Linked DNA regions of Mus musculus: region 1 is linked to region 2. A link is a contact called in public promoter capture Hi-C data. All regions are on one chromosome and are shown on one strand. The core of a region is the stretch at or near the end of the contact, and the rest is flanking DNA. Distances in the headings are between cores, read along the strand shown. Region 1 has its middle 12 kb from the start of Gm30603. Region 2 holds the start of Tmem184a (transmembrane protein 184a).

Region 1 (2,837 bases), core at 283-2,782, 770 kb after region 2:
TTTGTAGACCAGGCTGGCCTTGAACTCAGAAATCCACCTGCCTCTGCCTCCCGAGTGCTGGGATTAAAGGCGTGCGCCACCACACCAGGCTGCACAATATTTTTAAGTGGCACGAGTCTACCATTGCCCTTGAGCCTCAGTTTCCCCACAAGGACACAGCTTCTGGCAGAGGGCCATGACCACAGCTTCCTGCTGGACAAACTGTCAGGGCTTCTTTTTCTCCCGTGGGAGCCTCTCCCCTCCCCCAACTCACGAAGGGAAGCATCCACCTAGAGGTCCCAACCCAGAGGCTACTACAGAGCCACCCTGGTTCTCCACACCTCAGATGCTCGGCTCTCTCCATGCAGAGACTGAGACTGACCCTGCCACTGCTGCAGCTCTCCCTGCCTTGCCTGGTGGCTTCCCAGAGCCAGGAGGGAGGGACACTGCCCGGAGATGCAGCCAGATGGCTGTAATCCTGCATCAACAGAGGCTTAGACACCTGCTTGGCTCCTTCCCTGTCACTCTGGCCTGCCCAAGCATTCCAGGGCATCTCAGTTTGCAAGGGGCTTTCCCCAGCGCCATAGTGGAGCCTCGGGGCTCTGTCCCTCCCCTGATGGTGTGAGCATCATGCAACCTCAGAATGAGGCTTCGAGGCCTGACCTGTTGCCATCCCCCAACATGGTCAGGGACTGGTCCCTCTTGTAAGTCCTGTGTGAGTGTTCTCCCTAGACACGCCTAGGGCCTGACATGGCAGTTTGGAGAGACCTGCCTGAGTAGAATAGGAAATCTGAAAGAAATCAGAAATGCTACCAAATGCCTGAACTACATTAGAGGGTAGGGGGGGCTTGGGAAAGGTTTCTGTGAGGCAGGGTGGACCAGGGCTGGGCTGGGCTGGGCTGGGGGAGGGTTCCAGATGGGGGCTGGGCAGAAGGAACAGGTGTGAGGAGGCAGAGGGGAGGGGAGCCATCTGGGTGGAAGAGGAGAGCAACTAAGCTACAAGGCCAGCCTCCTGTGTCGACAGAGGCTGGAGCCAGAGGCACAGCGGGGCCTGGGGCTGGCGACAGAACTGAGAAGGAAGGGACACCCTCAAAGTCCTTAGGGTAAGGTTGGCTTTGGGGTAGCAGTACAGATTGTCCATCTCATTATAGTATCTCCATTTACAGGTCTCTCACCTCCAGAGCCCACCCACTGCCCTCCCCAGGACCCTCACCAATCCCATGTTTTGTGGGTCCCATAAAGCCTGGGCTGCCCACGCTGTCCACGTACAGAGTAACAACCCACTCCCACCCCCCAGGACACATGGCTGAGCCCTGGGCAGTGTGGGAATGTGGGCCAGGCAAGAAGGTAAGACTCACTCTTCCCTCTGTCCCTGCACCTGCCCGGTCACCTCCCACACCCTCAGCTCCAAAGCCCATATTTCCATGTGAATGGCCGCCCTCAGCCTGCTAAGCTGGTTAACAAGCCCCCAGCCCCACAGAGGCAGACAGAGGGTGTTAACACAGGCCTATTGTCCCAGCTCGGGCTCCAGGTTGCCATGGCACCTGCCAGGCCTCTGGGCTTGGACTAATCCTTTCTCTGGGCCTTTCACTGCCCTGGTCCCACCCCCCCAGGCTGGTCTCTGTGACTTGGCTGTGCCCAACAAGGCTAGTTTCTCTGCTGAGGTCAGGAGAGGCCATAAGTCTAACCCCCAGGGCCCCTGGCCCCAGCTCTTTGTCCCTGGCATTGTCCCTGTGTCCCTAGCCCTCCAGTTCTCTGGGAACTACAGTGGCTTGGCGGGAATTGGACTCAGCCAGGTGGTCAGTTTTTCCTATTGTGGAGAAGAGTCCTCAGTCCTGATCTCTCTGGCCTGCCCTCTGCTCTTCGGGTATGCCAGACAAGTACTACACCCACTGAGCTAAACTCCCAGCCAGCCCCCTTTCTAAGTTTTTGTTGTTTGTTTGTTTGCTTGTTTTTTTGTGACAGGGTGTCATTATGTAACTCAGGCTATTCTTAGATCTACGATGTCCCTGCTGGGCTTGCAGGTCAGCACCACCTTTTAGAGACCTCCAGAGTCACTTGCCAACAGTCCCTCTAGAATACCAACTCCACTGGGCCAGAAGGTCCAAGACCAAGGGTGCAATAGGTCCTTAGAGGGTGTGGTCCCTGTGTTGTAGGATGGGATCCATGGACAGAGGCACCAAGGGGAGGCCGAGCTCTCTCTCTAGACTGGCTTGACCTCTCCAGGGAAACTCAACTTTCTATCTCCCTATCTCCCTCAGAACCATGAGTCTGAGCATGAAAGACATCTGCCCTCTCTCCTCCTCTTCCACCCCCAGAAGATGGAGGCCCAGGATCTAGGATTCCAGACCAGTACATCACTGAAACGCAGCTTCTCAAATGGTTTCCACACTGACTCCTTTCTCAAATTACAAAGCTTGAGACATCTTTACATGATCTCAGATAGCTACATACATTAAAAACAAGTCCACAAACCAAACGCTCACCATAAATCAGAAAGACATTTACTTTAAAACAATTCTTTGGTATACACAGGACCCTGCAGTTTATTAAGGAACAAGGGAGGAAGAGATGACTCAGTAAAATGTTGGCCGTACAAGCACGAGGACATGAGTTCAGATCCCCTGAACCCATTTGAAAAGCAGCCATGGTGGAGTGTGCTTATAACCCCAGCCTTGGTGTTTAGGGTGTACACGAGTGACAGGGGGACTCCTGAAGCTTATTGGTCAGTCGTCCTGGCAAATCAATGAGCCCCAAGTTCAACCGGAGAGCTCCTCTCAAAAAAAATCAAGATGGAAGCCAGTCGGTGGCAGCACACACCTTTGACCACTGCACTCGGTAGACAGAGTCAGGAGGAT
Region 2 (2,798 bases), core at 243-2,742:
CCTCCTCCCGATTCCAGGCCACCGTGGCGACGAGGTGCCCTGTGTGGCATGGAGGTCACTGTTAGAGGGAGCTGTGTGTGTGTGTGTGTGTGTGTGTGTGTGCAGGGGACACGTGGGGTGGTGCGAAGGCTGCTGAGGTCAGAGACCAGCTCCTTATCTGCTCCTTCCTCCCTCCCTAGCCTCTGTGGAGGGAGGACACAATGTGATCAGCCAACAAGAGACATTTCCCAGGCTGGTACCATATGGCTGGTGACCTTGGCAAGCTGCTTCCTCTTTTGCCTCAGTTTCTCCACCGGTAAATGGAGGTTGGTCTCTCTGGCTTCCTGCTGACCCTAAGAGCGTGCCTCGTGCCACCTCTGTGGCTAGGATGTGCCTGGCCTGCCCTCGGGCACGGATCTTTCTCCCTTGTATCCTGGTTACTGAGGCACACCTGGACAGGTACCAGCCAGCAGGTGAATGTCACAAGCCGAGGTGTTTGCTTTTGCTTCCTGCCCCCAGCTCACCTACTGACTCAGGCCCTCCCACTGTGCCAAGTGGGTGTTCCAGAGAGCCCGTGGCTCTCAGCTCCCTTAACCAACCTCCAGCTCCCCAGCTACCCCGCCACATTCTAGATGCCTGGCTTCTGCTTCCTGCTTACCCACCCTCCACCCCCAGCTCCTTGCCCCCTATTCTCGTAGCTCCCCATCTCTCCCCTCATACCCCCAACACACCTCCTGTTCTCCACTGTTCCAGTTCCTATCCAACTCAGTCCCCACCCCTCCTCCCCAAACTCCCTGTCTGGCTGGCTTGAGGTTCTCTATAGAGCAAGGTCCACGCCTTCGCCATCTCTGGAGGGGAAAGGCCCTTTCTCCTCCCACTGTGTGAGCCCGGGGAAACCCCTCCGTGTTCCTGTCTGTGAACTGGGATTAAGCTCTGACCTCAGGGAGTAGAGTGAGGGGCCTCAGACGTGACTGGGGATACCCACCCAGCAATCTGCCCTCACCTCGGCAGAGATCTCCCTCCTTAGGCCTGGCTCTGACATGCTAGCTCTGGAGAAGGGCCATAGACCCTTGAACACCATGCCTAGAATCCTACCATGTCTCAGTGACTGGTGCTGGGAGCTGTCCCTGGAGGTCCCATGATCACAGCATCTGTCCACGGGGCCCATCTGAGCTGGGCCAGGTCCCATAGCAACTTCCAGGCTCAGCGGGGATGGGGGTGCAAGAGGTGCTTACCTGGTGGCCGGTTAGCAGCAGAGCAGTCCATACAAACACGCCTGAAACGCCTCGGGCCAATGCGCTGGTGAGGAAGAGCTGGGGGGCCCCCTGCGAGCCGTTGTCCACGCGCTCCATCTGTGGCCCGGCTGCCACTGTGGGCATTGCCGGAGGGGGGCTGGGTGGAAGCCAGGTCGCTGACACGAGGGGGGCTCCGGCTGTCTTCAGAAACCCTGACGCATTCCTCATCTGCAGAAACCAGCAGAGGAGTGAGAAGCCAGGGAAGGCTTCTGTGGGAGTGTGAGGGGCAGGAGGTGGGGCCAGAGGTGGGCAAGGCCGTGTGGGTGTCACCTCGGGGTGGGTGTCACCTCGGGGCCAGTTCTGCCCAATGCACTTTCTGCCTGCCTGGCCACCGCCCCTACCACCATCATCCACAGAAGCTTCCCTGGGGGCCCACCACGGCCACCTGTCCCCTTTGTGAGAGTCTGGGTCTGATTTTCCCACCAGCTCGCCTGATTCTGGGCAGCTGTGGGCTCACACTTGAACAGGGGCCTAGCTGCTTTCCAGCCTGGGGCTCAGATCCTGGGGTGACAAACCCCCTCAGGTTCCTTCGGACCCTGGTTCTCAGACAGCAACTCTATAGAAGTCTAAGACTGCTCCTAACCAGGTGTCCACAGCACACCCCTGTAATCTCAGTACTCAGAGGCCAAGGCAGGTGGACTGTGCATCTGTGAGTATAAGGGCCAGCCTGGTCTACCTAGTTACTCTGTTTCAGAAAAGAAAAAGAAACTTAAACCCAAAACAACTTAAACTTAAACAAACAAACAAACAAAACCCCAAAGCTTGTTTCTACCACCGGCTGGGCAGTGGGGATTCACCTACCTGGGGCCAGTTCTGCCCAATCCAGCCCTTCCCCTCCTCCCCCCTCCTCCCCCTCAGGTGCCATCCGCCCCCGCCCAACCCTCCCCCCCCCCCTTGACCCGCCTGCAGGTACTCCTTAGGGTCTCAGAAGCTCCCGCGGCAAGTGATAGAGTGTGCGCCTGCCGGGAGGCAGCGACATTGGACCTCCTTGCTACCCTCAGTTGTCCGTCATGGGGGCGGGAGCCTACCTCTGTGAGCAGGAAGCTCTTTGGACCGGGCCTTGGAGGCCTAGCCTCCTCTGGGGCAGCCTGGCTGGTCATTCACTGGGTCATGTGGCCCCCAGTGGAGGCCAAGCTTCGGGTTGGGGCAAGGCTGGTCTCGGGAGGGTTGCGCTAGGCTAGGGAAGGCACACAGGGCCTCACCTGGCCAGTGGCCCACCTGGGCTTCAGGCTGAGGGAGGGGCGGAGGGAGGAGAAGCAGAGGCTTGTCCCCGCCCCTGGCGACACTCTATCCCGCTGGGACTGTTTGCCCAGTAGCAGCTGGCTTCCAGGAACTGAGGCTGGCAGGTGCCTTTCACCTGCTGGCACTAGGTAGTCAGGCAGTTTAGCAGGCAGGGTCAGGAAGGACAAAGGGTCTGCATAAGCTATGCTAGCTCCAGGGAGAAGTCCCCGAGGAGCCATCCAATACAGTGCTGCTTTCTGGGTGGTGAGAAAGGTCTAGAATAGTGTTTTTTTACCCTTCTCC

Evidence for each region. Promoter capture Hi-C pulls out the DNA fragments that hold promoters and counts their contacts.
Region 1: a promoter capture Hi-C map of embryonic stem cells shows a contact between it and region 2, with 2.9 times the contacts expected there. The contact joins the enhancer-like site here to the promoter of Tmem184a in region 2. A contact is called at or near these places in 10 of 39 promoter capture datasets (the 3T3-L1 cell line, the C10 cell line, the HPC-7 cell line and 6 more), 4 of 115 datasets of contacts at active chromatin or transcription factors (T-cell acute lymphoblastic leukemia, double positive thymocytes, pancreatic cancer cells and 1 more) and 3 of 9 other capture datasets (adipose tissue, embryonic stem cells and liver).

The regions. Positions count from the first base shown.
Region 1 is chr5:140,582,694-140,585,530 of GRCm38.p6, forward strand. No RefSeq gene overlaps it. Among named protein-coding and RNA genes, the nearest start is that of Gm30603, 12 kb to the right of the region's middle. Within about 2 kb of position 1,533, at least 79 of the 459 cell types and tissues checked have an H3K27ac peak or open chromatin away from gene starts, as enhancers often do. A contact at or near this core is called in embryonic stem cells, where this site is marked.
Region 2 is chr5:139,811,751-139,814,548 of GRCm38.p6, forward strand. Tmem184a (transmembrane protein 184a) reads right to left here and starts at 1,493. Exons shown (of 8, transcript NM_144914.3): 1 at 1,215-1,493. The coding sequence starts at 1,442.